Linked DNA regions of Hordeum vulgare: region 1 is linked to region 2. Evidence: chromatin contacts called from public Hi-C data. All regions are on one chromosome and are shown on one strand. The core of a region is the stretch at or near the end of the contact, and the rest is flanking DNA. Distances in the headings are between cores, read along the strand shown. Region 1 overlaps LOC123425633 (ribosome-recycling factor, chloroplastic). Region 2 has its middle 210 kb from the start of LOC123425633.

What was found. Hi-C and Micro-C count contacts between places; a contact is called where the count stands out from the background.
Region 1: a contact with region 2 is called in a Hi-C map of seedling, with 4 times the contacts expected there. The contact joins two enhancer-like sites. A contact is called at or near these places in 3 of 6 Hi-C or Micro-C datasets (leaf and seedling).

The regions. Positions count from the first base shown.
Region 1 is chr2H:154,101,252-154,108,373 of MorexV3_pseudomolecules_assembly, reverse strand. It overlaps LOC123425633 (ribosome-recycling factor, chloroplastic), which reads left to right. Exons shown (of 12, transcript XM_045109330.1): 8 at 1-46; 9 at 124-174; 10 at 260-316; 11 at 515-559; 12 at 703-925. The coding sequence ends at 532. Among protein-coding and RNA genes, the nearest start is that of LOC123425633, 7.4 kb to the left of the region's middle. Within about 2 kb of position 3,398, at least 3 of the 3 cell types and tissues checked have open chromatin away from gene starts, as enhancers often do. A contact at or near this core is called in leaf and seedling, where this site is marked.
Region 2 is chr2H:153,900,296-153,907,931 of MorexV3_pseudomolecules_assembly, reverse strand. No RefSeq gene overlaps it. Among protein-coding and RNA genes, the nearest start is that of LOC123425633, 210 kb to the left of the region's middle. Within about 2 kb of position 2,966, at least 3 of the 3 cell types and tissues checked have open chromatin away from gene starts, as enhancers often do. A contact at or near this core is called in leaf and seedling, where this site is marked.

The DNA of each region.
Region 1 (7,122 bases), core at 2,149-4,648, 200 kb before region 2:
AAACATAAGACGAGACGCAATCAAAGCCTATGATAAGCTAGAGAAGGTTTGCTCTTTTCAGCTGGTACTAGTTCATTGAGGCTCCTTTGCCCTAAAATTAACATCTTGCACTTGTATACATAGGAAAAGAAACTTTCTGAAGATAATGTGAAGGATTTATCAGCCGATCTACAAGTGAGGACACACACGTCCATGTACCCCTGTAGTAGTACAGAGATGCATCAGGGACTAAGACTAACTTCTTGTACAAATTCTACAGAAAATCACAGACGAGTACATGAAAAAGGTTGAAGCCATCCAAAAGCAGAAGGAACAGGTACTTGGGTCCATAAGATGGTCCTGCTTATCGCTTCAATGTTACTCCTGTCTTTAGATAATGGTTAATTCAACGCAATTAGTATGATATGAATGAGTAAAAAAAAAGGGCTTTGCTTGATGCCAAAGAAGTTATTATTCATCATCGCTCGAGAACCATGGAAAGATAAACAAAATCTTATCAATTTTCCCTTTTCAGGAGCTGAGCAAGGTTTAGATCCCGCCCCCGACTGAACAAAAACTGGTGAGTCGCATTTCGTCCTGTCAAGTACCTTGGCTGTGTTGAAGAAACTGACGTATCAGCAACCAACACATTTGTTGGGTTATCACAGAACTACAGCAGTAGTTATTTCAACAAATTAGCACCTAACATGTGAGATTTCGTAGGCCACAAGATTTCTGAAGCCTTCTTGTCATCGGATGGTTGCCACTGCGCTGTGCGATCACTCCTTGGGTTGGACTCTTGCTAAGACTGATGGATGCAAAGTGCAGACCTCGTTTCCCTTTTGTAATTAGGCCTCCGCCGACTTCCTGTCCGACTGCTATTGTCAATATTTCTCTTCGCCACATCTATGATGTGCACTCTAAAAGTCTCAGTTTCCTTTGCTAATTATACACCCTGGGCTGGGCTCCACTGCAATCGGGTGCTACAAATTGGGCAAGTTCTTTTTCATGTTTCAGAGATTGAAACGAGGCTCCTTTACTACTTTTTTGAAACATGGCGCTTTATTGATTAAATCACATCATTACAAAGTTCTTCCCGCAAACACTCCGGGACAACATCAAAGTAAAAATTACAGGAAGAAAGCATACTTCTACGAGCTAAAACATGCGCCATAACATTTGAACTTCGCCCAACATGCTTGAACGAACAGATGTCGAACTCTGAAGCAAGGCGTTTGATATCGCCGACCACAGAGCCGACAAGAGATCGATCCATAGAAGAGGACCGTATCCTTTGAATCAGCGTCAGGCAGTCCGATGCCATGGAAATGCACCTGAAACCATTGTCTCTTGAGACCTCGAGAGCACGTCGAGCAGCCATCGCTTCGGCGAGTTCCGGAGCCACAATTCCTGCTATTCCTTCGTTGCAAGCCATCATGAAAGAGCCATGATGGTCACGCATCAGCGCACCCCATCCCATGCGATTCTCGGCTTGAAAAACAGCAGCATCGACATGAAGACAAATGTGCCCGGCTGGTGGTGGCGTCCACACTGGAGGTGAAGAGGAAGCACACCTGTTGGCCTTTGGTTGCGGGAAACAATGCTGAACTATATTGTCCACATAAGCCTTGATCTTGCTAGCCACGCGAGACGGATGGAGGAGATCATGCCCATTCCTAGCATCATTTCTAGCCTCCCACACATGCCAGCAAGTAACCGCCAGGGTGGTCAATTGGATTTGCGACGATCTGTGCAGGAAATCAAAGATCCATTGTCGCATATCAGAGAAGGACCTCTTACCCAGCTTGACAGGAATATCTTCTTTCACGGCATCCCAAACTGAAGCGGTGAAGGGGCAGAAGAGAAACGTATGCTCCACAGTTTCAGTGCGTCCACAGAAAACACATCTATCATCAGCCGGTATCTTGCGATGCTTCAGTTGAGTACCGGTCGGGAGACAGTCGTGGGACATACGCCAAAGAACAACTTTCATTTTATTGGGGGAATTAATGGCCCAAAGAGATTTCCATGATCTCGTTTGATCACCCAAATCAGAGGCCTCACCATGACCCTTGGCAGCACGTTTGCAGAAGAAAGTCTCCATGCGTGCAAAGTTGTAGGCTACTTTACTACTGTGCCTTTGACACGATAGGCCGGCCACCGGCTATTGCCAGTGGATCATGGGCCCCATGTTGAAAATATCCACGTCGGCGACGATGACTGGCAGCCCGACACGTCCCTTGCCGACAACGACCAGGCTGCGATAATTACGGACGCTGGTGCGGCCCCACGGAAGGACGGGCCGGACTCGTGTGCCAGTGGTAGGGCCAACAATCGGCGGGTGGTCCCGGCGCACAGTACGTCCCATTCCTGTGTTCTCCACTAGGATTGAGTGATGGTGACTCCGGTGGGCAAAGTATTCATTGCCGGCATGGACCGGTAAACATTTTGAATGCTGTGCCACTGATGGAGTAGGATATCACCTCATGTGTCCATCACTTATCACTTCAACGCTAGGAGAAGCGGCGATTAGCAAATTATTACGCGATTCCTTTGATTTCCATGGTTGTATTCCTTTTCGTAAGGTTAGGGAAATGACCATTTGATTAGACGGTGGTAATATGCTGGAGTACTGAACATCTTTTACTAGCAGCACTTGGGATAAAAGTCGGAGGAGTGCGTGGGTTCGGCGCAAGCTAGGAAAAACACGTCAAAGCCCATCAGAAGTGGAACCGATCACCCAAGGGAAGATGCGCAGCAACCAACCAAGGAAAACGATAATATTACAGACCATCAAACTTTGAGGGGACAAGAACGAGAACACGGCGCAAGTTAGAAGGAGGCATTCAACCAACAGAGACGCACAAGGAGAATCAAAAAGAAAACCAACAAAAACGCACCGGCCGGGCGCGGCAATGGAAGGCAGCAAGTCGATGTCTGCGGTGGCCGCTCCCCGCCGTCGTCAGCTCGCTTCCGTCGCCGATCTCCCGGGCAGCGGCAGGGTAGGCGGCGACCTGACGTTTCAAGCGCAGTGACGATGGCAAAGGAGAGTGAGGAGAAAGCCACCCTTGTCGCCGTGGTATTCCTCGGCTCTCGTCGTGGTTTCAGAGCGAGCACGCAGCGCGGCGCCGCGCCCTGCCTTTGTACTGTCCCTCGGGTTGACTATACCATACCGCCTGCACATGCCAGTGCAGCGGCACATCACGTCAACCACTGTACTAGTCGGAGCAGCGGTAGTACTGGTGGATTTGGGGAGGGGTGAAAAAGCTAGCAGGTCCCACGCTTCCATGGCCCGTCATCTGCCGCCTATTCATGCGGACCCACCCTGAAAATATTTACTCGCCGAGTAGTACAGCGACAAGCGGCCCACAGTCTGCCACTACGTGTGGGACCCAGGGTACATGAAAGACGTGGGACCCCCTGGAGGAGGAGGAGGAGGAGCACAGCAGAACTATACGGACACGGCATCGGGTCGGGCGTGGCCCCAACCGTACGTGGACCCCGGTGGGCACGGAAAGCAGATTGGACCGCGGCGCAGGGCCCGCGGCTATCCCTGTCGCGATGAGATCTCGGGCTCTAGACGTGGACCGTGCACTCGCTAGCCATAGCGGTGATATCTTAGCCATATAGTGGTACAAAGTATTCAGGAGTAACAAATATGTTGATGTAACAGAGAATTAAAGAAAAAAAAAAGATTAAAGTAACATAGATAGATAGATATCGTACCATGTTAAATACAATGCTACTTTGTGTCATGCATCATAAAAATAGTTTCATACAATAATATCATATACATAATACTGATATTTGTTACTCCCCGGTATAACCAGGCTCAGCGGTTCAGCCAGGAGCCCAGGATCGCGAGCCTTCGGAGGATGTGGATTGGTCCATCGGGGAAAGGATATGGTAGCTCGGTACTCGTGTGTTCCGGATTTAGGTCAACAAAATAATTTTCTTTTCATTTTTACGGTCAACGACGTATTCTTTAACCCCATGTAAAGAAATCCGCATATGAAAATCAAGACATTCTTCTTCAGATATTTTAAGATATCCGCTGACATCCAGCATGGAATGCGCAATGGATAAAGACTAGAGAATAAAAAATTCAAGTGTTTGCTGATCTTCATTAAATACTCTCTCAATCCAAAAATACTTAACGAACAAATGAATTGAATTGAAAGTATCCAAAACTAAAACACCTCTAAATACATCTATTTATTGACAAGTATTTTTGAACGAACAACATATGTATTTTAATATTGGGTTGGACAAGGTTTAAAGTCGCGCATTTTATTGATTTTTTAGTTTGATCATTGTTGTTTACTCATGCGTTCCTTATGACTATGAGGTGTCAATAATGACTTCATCAATCTTAAGATGTTGTACACATTAAGGTGTGTTGTGAAATCCTCCACCTCCAAACTTCTCTAATTCTCACCCCGAAGCGAACCCGAATGCCATAGCTCCACGAAGCTGAAATCGAGGAAGTTGTCGTGGGTTGTCGTTCGTTTTTCCGAAGCGAGACTTTCCCGGCTTCACGTTTTGGTGAATCCGGAGTTTGGATTATTTACGGCCATAATACCATCGCCCAAAAAAATGTTTCGATTAGCTCCTCCCTCAATCTCGCATGCACCCTCACGCTCACATCTCCCATTTCCTTTGTTTCTCCTCTTGAACCCTCACCGTGATGCTACCGTCGTCATGCCTGATTGCCCCATCACCGGCCAGATCCTCGCCTCCGCCTACAGATTCGGTCGCCCAAGGTTGTTTCCCTCCGGATCTCATCATCATTGCCGCCCTTCGCGCCTTTTGCAAGGAACTGCGACCCCATGGCTCTAGTTAGCCCCGACGCCATTGACGCCCGAAAGACCCTCGGTGCCAGGAGCAGTACCAAGAAGATCCCACCCCAAGCCCAAATCACAAGGTGAGCTACTCCCCTTCTCTTCTTCCCGAGCTAGGAGCATCACCACGCTCATGTTGTTACTACTGTACATGCCGCACTCCGACGTGATGTCCGTCGAGCCGCTGCCTGTGTGCAGTTCCGCCCAAGATGGGCTCTGAATGGACATGGATGTCGCCTAGAGGGGGTGAATATGCGCTTTAAAATAATTACTGTTAGGCTTGAACAAATGCAGAATAAAAGTAACGTTTAATCAGTCAAGCACAAAACCTAAAACAACTAGGTTCACCCATGTGCACCAACAACTTATGCTGAGCAAGATAAGCAACTAAGTAATAACAAGATATATAACATGATACAATATGGCTATCACAAAGTAAAGTGCATAAGTAAAGGGCTTGGATAAGAGATAACCGAGGCATGAGGGGAAGATGATATATCCCGAAGTTCACACCCTTGCGGATGCTAATCTCCGTTTGTAGCGGTGTGGAGGCATAATGCTCCCCAAGAAGCCACTAGGGCCACCGTAACATCCTCACGTCCTCGCACAATGCAAGATGTCGTGATTCCACTAAGGGGCCCTTGAGGGCGGTCATCGAACACGTACAAATTGTAACCCTTGGGGCGGTTACCGAATCCGTACACTTTAGCAACCCTTGGGGACGGTCACCGGAACCCGTACAAATTGCTTGGGGCAATCTCCACAACCTAATTGGAGACCCCGATGCTTGCCCGGAGCTTTACACCATAATGATTGAGCCCCGAGGCACCACCAACCGTCTAGGACGCCAAAGCACCCAAGAAGATCAAGATCGAGGATACCAAGCACCCAAGAAGATCAAGCTCTAGGATACCAAGCACCCAAGAGTAATAAACTTCTCAATTTTTCAATTCCATGTATCATCGTAGAGAACTCAATCCGATGCAACTAATGCAATGGCAAGAACACAAAAAGTGGTCAAGTCCCTCATACTCAAACCCCACCATAACTACAAAAGCTATGGAGGAGTATGAGAGGAAGAACAAGGAGCTCACAAAGATCTCCAAGACCTAGATCCAAGGGGTACTCCTCACATAGAGGAGAAAGTGATTGATGGAAATGTAGATCTAGATCTCCTTTCTCTTTTCCCTCAAGAACTAGCAAGAATCATTGAAGGGATTGAGAGTTAGCAAGATCGAAGAAGGTCAACAATGGGGGCAAACACGAGCTCAAAAGATGAGAACCGTTGGGGAAGAAGACCTTGTCGGGCCCGTGGGACTAGGGGTACCTAGACTCATCTGCCTGCGATCCAAGAGCTTTATTCCTAAAGTATGCTTATGAGAAAGGACTTGATCCACAAGGTGATTTAGTCAATTGACATGAGCCTCAGGGGCTACTAGGATCGGCGGTTTTATGTTTTACTTCAGGTGCATCTCGGACTTTTGGCCGACACACACCTTGAGGGCTACTGGCTATACATCTCGGCATAGAATAACTTGCAAAAAATCAGCCCATGGCCAAGGTGGTGCCACACCTCGGAAGAAGTCCGACATAAAGCTCGGGTGTAAGTCGCTGGATCCATAGAGGGCATTGTGGGCATTAAGTTTGGCTAAATTCCTTCAACTTTTACAAAGACCGAGGTATTCTATGACACCTCGGATGCCGACCAGCGTTGGAGCTCGACTACAAAATAACACCTCTGATGCCGACTAGCGTTGGAGCTTGGCTGCAAAAAGATACCTCAGATGCAGTTCGGTGTTGGGGCTCGGACGCACGAGGACACCACCGCACGGGTGAAAGGTCGTGGATGTCACCTAGAGTGGGGGGGGTGAATATGCGCTTTAAAATAATTACGGTTTAGGCTTGAACAAATGCGGAATAAAACTAGCGTTTAATTTGTCAAGCACAAAACCTAAAACAACTAGGCTCACCTATGTGCACCAACAACTTATGCTAAGCAAGATAAACAACTAAGTGATAGCAAGATATATGACAAGAAACAATATGGCTATCACAAAGTAAAGTGCATAAGTAAAGGGTTTGGGTAAGAGATAACCGAGGGACGCGAAGACGATGATGTATCCTGAAGTTCACACCCTTGCGGATGCTAATCTCCGTTTAGAGCGGTGTGGAGGCACAATGCTCCCCAAGATGCCACTAAGGCCACCGTAATCTCCTCATGCCCTCGCACAATGCAAGATGTCGTGATTCCACTAAGGGGCCCTTGAGGGCGGTCACCGAACCCGTGCAAACAAGGTTGGGG
Region 2 (7,636 bases), core at 1,717-4,216:
TAACATACACTCCTGGTATGAGTGGAATTAAGTTTCGATAATAAATATCATTGGCAGTACAAATAATATTATCCATGCAGTTAATGGATGTAGTAACTACATACTCATATGAGTTACTCGTTTTGGAAATTTATAAAGAAGTCCCTGATGGGCTTACAATTCCAAATCCAAAATAAATCGCAACATATTTGTGTAAAATTTCAGAAGTCACTCTATGGCTCAAAATAGTCGGAAATCATATGGTACTACCGACTAAATGATTTTCTTCTTCCGAAGGATTACTCAATGATGATTGTTTATGTGTTAACAAAGGAATACCAAATTTGAATTCCTTATATCACCTCAGTGTATATCAATGATTTCATCATCAATATCTCTACAAGACCTAAACATACACAAAATCATCTCAAGACGGAAAATTTGGTTTCAACCAAAATTAGCTAAAATTTACAACCTGAGCATCCTCTCAAGAAATACATATCAGTCTACATATATCCAAAACATATACGAGAAGTTCTATTTGGATATATCATATCAATAAATGATATGTATGGTCATACAACCCTAATAGGATACAAATCCATCCATACCTAGGGGTGATAATGAAGTGATATCAGGACCTAAAGTTCTATATCTCACTAATGTCAAAGCACTTATATAATTGCAAAATATGTGAGGCCTCACACTATATTTGCTATCTTATTCGGAGTGCAACCCCAAACAAAAGGTATATGGTTGATATAAGTACTATCATCTCATATCTGAAGATTAGAGTAAATCTTGAATATTTCCATCAGGAAATAGAAAATATGACCATGATATGATGTAATGATATTGGCTCTTTATTTGATCCCAACGACGCCATATAAATGACTGAATTTGCTGGAATAGCCTTGACATGAAGTCATATAAATGGATTTTAATGGTTATTTCCACTTATCATTCTGACATAATTGATTTATCCTAAAGCATTGCAAAAATATGTATGGCTTGGCAGAATGATTAACCATACTCAAAATCGTGTGGTTGAGATTCATCAGAATCACATTACTTGATTTATCAATATACTTCCACTTGTGTTACTCAATACCTGCAGGTTATATGAAGAACAATATCATAAATCACATTGCTCATAAATTACTTATCCTCTGGATTATAGAAAGTTGAGGAAATAATTTGCAAACAAAATATTGTGATAATCCAACAGATTATACACAATCTCATGTTCGTGTCAATGGCATTGGTATGAGACATACTCCATATTTGCAAAGTTCAGGGGGAGTAATCTCCCAGACTATAACCTATTAACAATCATCAAATTGCATATATTGTACTCTTTTTCCCTTGATGAGTTTTTCCTAACGGTTTCTCATAAAAGGTTTTTAATGAGATAATATAAACACAAGTATCTATATATGCCATATCATTTTCTCGTTATATTTTTCCCACTGGGTTTTAAAGGAGTTTTCAATGACATGTACGATTGCACTCTTTTCCCTTATGAGTTTTCTCTCAAGTTTCTCATAATGGTTTTTAGTGAGGCAATATCTTCTCAAAGATCATATGTCATACTTTCTATTTTCCCTATCGGGTTTTTTCAAGGAAGTACTCAAGAAATATTAATTGTTCTCTAAACTTATCAATGAGTTTTCTCCTTCTTCAAAGGTTTTTCTCATATTAGTTATCAAGAGACAATAATCATTATATGTTGCATCATTTTCTTCTTATTTTTCCCATTGGGTTTAAAGGAGTTTCAGCAACGTATCTACATTATTTTCCTCATATTTTTTCCACAAGGTTTTTGGAGGAGTATTTCTCAATATAAAGATGATGAACAATCTCAAGGCAAACATACTAAAGGAGTCTTTATCAAGATGGTGCATATAACCGAAGATAAGCATAGATTAGGGGGAGTGTTAAGGATTAATTATAATCCTAATAATCCATGCTTAACAACCGCCTTTGTGGCGTCCTTTGTAAGGGTCGCGTCTGTTCAACGCGTCCCCTCACCTTATATATATAGCCTTGTGTGTCATCAATAAAGAGATCTAGTTCATTCCAATCGCTTCTCTCTCTCTTTTACTATAACATTAACCATGCTCTTAAGATGACGTGGTTGTGTCGTGGTCGCGCCGTATCGATGGTTCTCTACCTCTCACCGCCAAAAAAAAATTGTTCTCTACCTGTACCCAGAAAAGGATGAGAAGCTACATCGAAGGTACATCGATACCAGCAGCGCGAACCACTTCCGCCTCCACGTTCGCAAAAGGAAAGTGGAAAAGACGAGCAGATTTCGTCCCTTCCGGGCGTCGTAGTCATCCACTCATCGTGTATCAGTGGCATTCTTTAGACAATCGTTTATTACACGTCACTTTGGGTGCCTTATTATAAAATTCATTCAAAAACGTCGAACGGCCTCTTGGCCCTATGTACCGCTAGCTGTGTTTCACTGTCGTCACGTTTGATACTAGAGAATTGTTTGGACGGACACCCGTGGTTCAATGGATCTTTCCGTGAATGAGGCAACGCCTTCTCTTTCCCCGGTAGCGCAGCCGCTCATGCTGTGCTTACCAGGCTACAAAATGTAGAAAGGTGAAACGGCCGCATTGCTTTCGTTCTCTCACGAGAGAGAATAAAAGGTGCCGTGTGAGCCATTGCGCGCCGTTCTGGGGACGTCGACATATGCCTGTCCCTTGGTCCGGGCGGATGGATGACGAGAGGAGGAGCGGCGGTTGTGCAGCATGCACTATCTGCTGGCCTGTGTACGGTAAATAAGTGAGTGGTACTGTCACTACTCGACGGCCACGTTGTCCACCACAGCCCCGACCCACCTGACCTCTTGTAAAGAGAAAAGAGACCTCACGGCACCGGTGCGCCAGTACGCGGCGGAGGTGGAGAGTGGTACCGGAGTACTGGACAGCGGGACGCCTCCGGAGAGTGGTACCGGAGTACTGGACAGCGGGACGCGGCTACGAGCTCCTCCTCCTACCACCACACTCACCTCCCAACCGAACGACGACGGGACCCGGCTCGTATCGGCGGGACAACAGATCGAGACGACGTGTCGGTCCCCAGTGCGCCGGACCCATCTTCTCCTGTGCCACGGCCTATGTTGTGTAGCAGCTTCCGAGTTCGAGACACAGGGTAGGGCACACACCGCTATTTCTGGTAAGCAGTTAGCTTACCTTCCTACGGGACACGACACCACCATTGCTAATGGAAAATGACCAGCATGATTGCACGAATGTGCCGGGCCCGTTGAGACGAGAGACGCCGACAGGCGCCAGAGCGAGAGTATATATAGAACTAGAAGCAACCTAGGCCAAACGAGAACACAGTTTAGTAATGCCTGTCTTCTTGATCGTTGCCGGTGACGACGGTGACCTCCATTACTGAGAGCTGGTACTTTTGTCGTGGGTTCACCATGTGTGTTCATATCATCGCCTTCTTCGTCTCCTCTTTCAAGTTTCAACTACTACTGGCTTGCATGTACTTTGCGTCTCATGTAGAGTAATTCGGCCAGCAATTTGCAGCTTCGGTGTTTCATTTTGCCCCGGTAGCTACTAGCTAGGCTCAAGCCTTTCAGTTCAGGTGGTAGGCATGCTATACATTTACTGCTAGCTAGTCTGCTATAGCCACAACCTATTGAAAGCTGGCCAGATTCTGCCTATATCCCATTTATTTTTGGAGAAGGCAGGTAGGCATTGAAGCCTGTCACGAGCCCGTACGCCTTGCAGCTGCTGTGAATATTCTGCGTGTTGACTGAAGGCCAGCAGCAATTACAGTGCTGCTGTGAGCAGTGCGCTAGAGCAGGCGGAGTGCCTCCGTTGTTGCAGTGAGCGGCGAGTGGGGGAGAACACTGACGTGTCACCGGAATATGGCCACTTAGTGGGTTCCGCTTCTCGTCGGACCCATGCTTCGTTGGCGAATGCAATGCGTACCATATCAGGCTGCAGGTGGGACAGCAGGTTAGTTTTCCATCACAAACCCGTTTGGTCCCACCGCTCTTTGCTGAAATGCAATAGCAACTCCAACGGGGCGACAATTTCGTCCGTCGCCGTTCATTTGGATCAACGCGGATAAAAATGATGGCCCAATGAGCCTATCCATTGTCAAAACGCGTCCTTTTCGTGTCCGCGCCGACCCATTTCTGGTTCAAATTTGGGACCGAAATGCGTCGGCGCGTACGCGCGCCCGCCCCCTCGGTGTCCGCCCCCAACCACCGTCCTCGGGCGTACGCGTCGGCGACTGTGGCCGGCCTTTTTTAATCCGAGCGTGCGGTGGGTTTCGCCATCTGCTTTCAGAAGCCCGCCCGTCCACATCTCGCCACCCCTTTGTTTCCTCGTCGACGACCCAACAGCCATGGACAACGGCGACAACCTCGTCGTCTATGCCATTGCCATGCTGCGAGAGGAGGTCGTCCACCTGCAAGCTAAGAGGGCGATGCACCAGGCGCACCAGCACGCCCGTGCTACGCTCGACTTCTTCCCGAACACCCTCGTCGTCCAGGCCAGCGCGCTTCTTCCAGAAAAGGCCGCCTACCTTGAAGCTCAGATGGCGATGCACCAGACACGCGAGCGTGCCCGTGCTGCTGCGCCACCACCGACACCAGCACCACCCGCGTCGGCAGAACCCGGCCACGCTCCGGCACAACCCGACCTCGCGCCCGCGCTGACACAACCCGTCCCCGCTCCGGCACAGCCCGACCTCGACGTCGTCGCCAAGGACGCCTAGTTTTTTTTTTCTTATTTTTCATTAATAATGTAATGCGTGGACTCTCATCGGCCTCCGTGGCCGACTTTTTTTAATGTTTAAGCGGACATTTTCATTAATAATTATGCATGTTTGATGCACGCTGGCGAAAATGGGTCGAGCTAGCGTTGGACGCATGCGCCGATCCAAACGTCGAAGCGGACGTTTGTGTCTGCCTGGCTGACCCTAACGGACAAAAGGCGGATAAAATCGCCGTCCGTTTGGGTCGGCCCGTTGGAGTTGCCCTAATAAAAAGCCCATTAAGGCTTTGATCGGTTGTTGGGGTTTCCTTCCTAACATGTAATCAACACCTCCACGGATTTGATGAATCCCCTCATGTCATCAATCCCCGGCCAACCCCTTCCCCACTGATTCTCACAATCCCTTTGTCTTAAATTCTTTTAGGATACACCCTTTCATGTGCAACACTTGTCATTGAAAAATCTAGCGTAACTACAAGAAGCTAGCTCAACACAGTACCGGTTAACACTTTGCCACTGAAAATTGGCCCGATCTATCTCAACAGAGTAGCAGTTTTCATGAAGCAAAAACACATGCTGGTTTTAGGGTTCAGCAATCACACCTGATTCTACTCATGAACAAAATAGTTAATGCTGAATTTTTTAAGTGTGTGCACTTGCTAGCAGCCACGACGACGACAACAAACAAGTCATATCTCTTGCAATCGCTCATGGTGTCATCAAATTACATATGGGACATGACACCATGGTGTCAAGTTAGAGCACATCGTCTCAATGACTGTCCTATCGGCGTCCAACAGTGGTTCCTAGCCAAACATTTGATAGGCCAGACGGAACGTGTCCATTCAGTGCTGGTAATGCTGGTCATGAATTCCTCCATAAACATGGCCACTACGCATGAACTCTTCATTCCTGCATAAATACGACACCAAAGATTGCTAGCAGTACATCAAAACTATAAATGCAAAGAACAATTTAGAAATTGACACAAGTAAACATGGTAAGAACTAAGAAGCATGTCATGGGCTTCTCACATAAAAGAAAGAACCATTGGTCTACAGCGAGTGACATGAAAGAAAGTAAACTCGAAGTTGAAAGAATGTAAGGGTAACCAACTTTTTCTCCTTGTTAGCTTAAAATGGTTCTTTCTATCTAGATGACCTGGATATTAACATAAAAAAGTATAATATAGTTGCAAGATATATACAGAATTATACGGTAAAAACTAAAAGCATATGCATTGAGCCGGGCACATAAAATTAGAGTATGTGCTTATAGTCATCAAACAACAACAGCACCACCATCAAAGGCATCAACAAATAATGACATGTCTTCACTAGGAACCTTTAAACTAGATTAACGACGACAATAATTAGTGGATCAACTAGTATCAATACCAGCATGCCCGTTCGGTATTATGAAATCTAGTGGACACCAATGGATGCACACACTACACATATTCTGAATGCTCAATACAAGTAGGCATGCAAGTAGTTACAAGGGGATTCTTGCATATTCCAGATGTTCTTGCAAGGAAATAAAAAAACACGGGAGCTTCATGTGAGTACCTCAGTTATTCCATTTCAGTTCTCAGCCACATAAGAGCACTCTCCGGTCTGGCAATCATGAAAATCTTATGTCAGACACCAATTTTTTGCGTCGAAGATAACCAACCAAAGATCTGAAAATATGAGGTTCCACCCTAAATGCTACCGGGTAGTTTTTGATGTGTCCTTTGAGTAACTCATTAACAAACATCTCGCCTGTTAGCAACGACGTATGACGCCGGATCTTCGGATCCCTACTAGCAACTCCACCGATCTCCATCAAATGTAGTGCAGGGAAAAGAAATAACACCATTTCGTCATCCTCCTCCTCCCTCTTCCTAATGCAATCCCTCTTATCTCAATCCATTTTATGACTAAGGAAGAAAAAGGTCACTAGTTATTACTACTACAACAATAATAGTGCAAGGTGTGCAAACAAATGTCCATGCAAAAGTAACTAATAGTAATAGTAATACGTAGGAGTACATTGGTACATACAACAATCACTAATCAACAGATGATATTACTGGATTGTTCCTTCGGGGTCATCATGTTTTTTTAATTAAGACAAGACCTAACCATCTAGGATTCTATCCTTTGTGTAATGACATAGGAAATATAAGTGAAAGAAAATCTGAACACTACACACCACACCATGGAAGCTAGCAGAGTTTGTACATGTACAAAATCAGTCCCAAAATCACCGGACCGGCAAGAGGGACAACAAGGTGACATTTTTACCTCCGTGTGGGCGTTGGCCTTGCAAGTCCGGTCGAGATCCTGCCCTCACCTCCTCGCTTCAGCCGTCTCCTCACCTCCTCGCTTCAGCCGTCTCCTCCTCTCCTCCTGGTCTTGTTCTCTCCCCTTCTGGATCAAATGGGAGCTCTGTTCTGCACGGATCTGGCAGAGAAACACAGCCGGTGTCAGCTCTGGTCGATTTAGGCACGGATCTGGCCGAGAAACGCACGCGATGTGGAGTACTTACCTCTGGTAGATTCATGGATGACGAATGGAGAACGCTCGTGGAAGGCTGGCACTTCCTTGTTCCTGCCGATGCCGTGCCCTCCGTCCCCGCGGCCGGCACCTTCGCCGTCGTCGTTGTCGCCTAGGGTTCGCGAGAGGAGAGGAGCGACTTCTGTTTTTTGGGAGTAGAGGCGGGGGTTGATTCCACGGGAGGAGAGGTGGGGGTTGATTCCCCGCTGAAACCCGACGGTTTTGGAAGGGATCGGACGGGATGTAACCCTTGTCGGGGTTAACCGAAGAGAGTTAACGAGCTCACATGGATTTAACCCCGGTCGGGGCAAAACCCCGGGGTTTGACCGGGTTTCGGCTTCGATCCCGGTGGGGGTGGGTGTA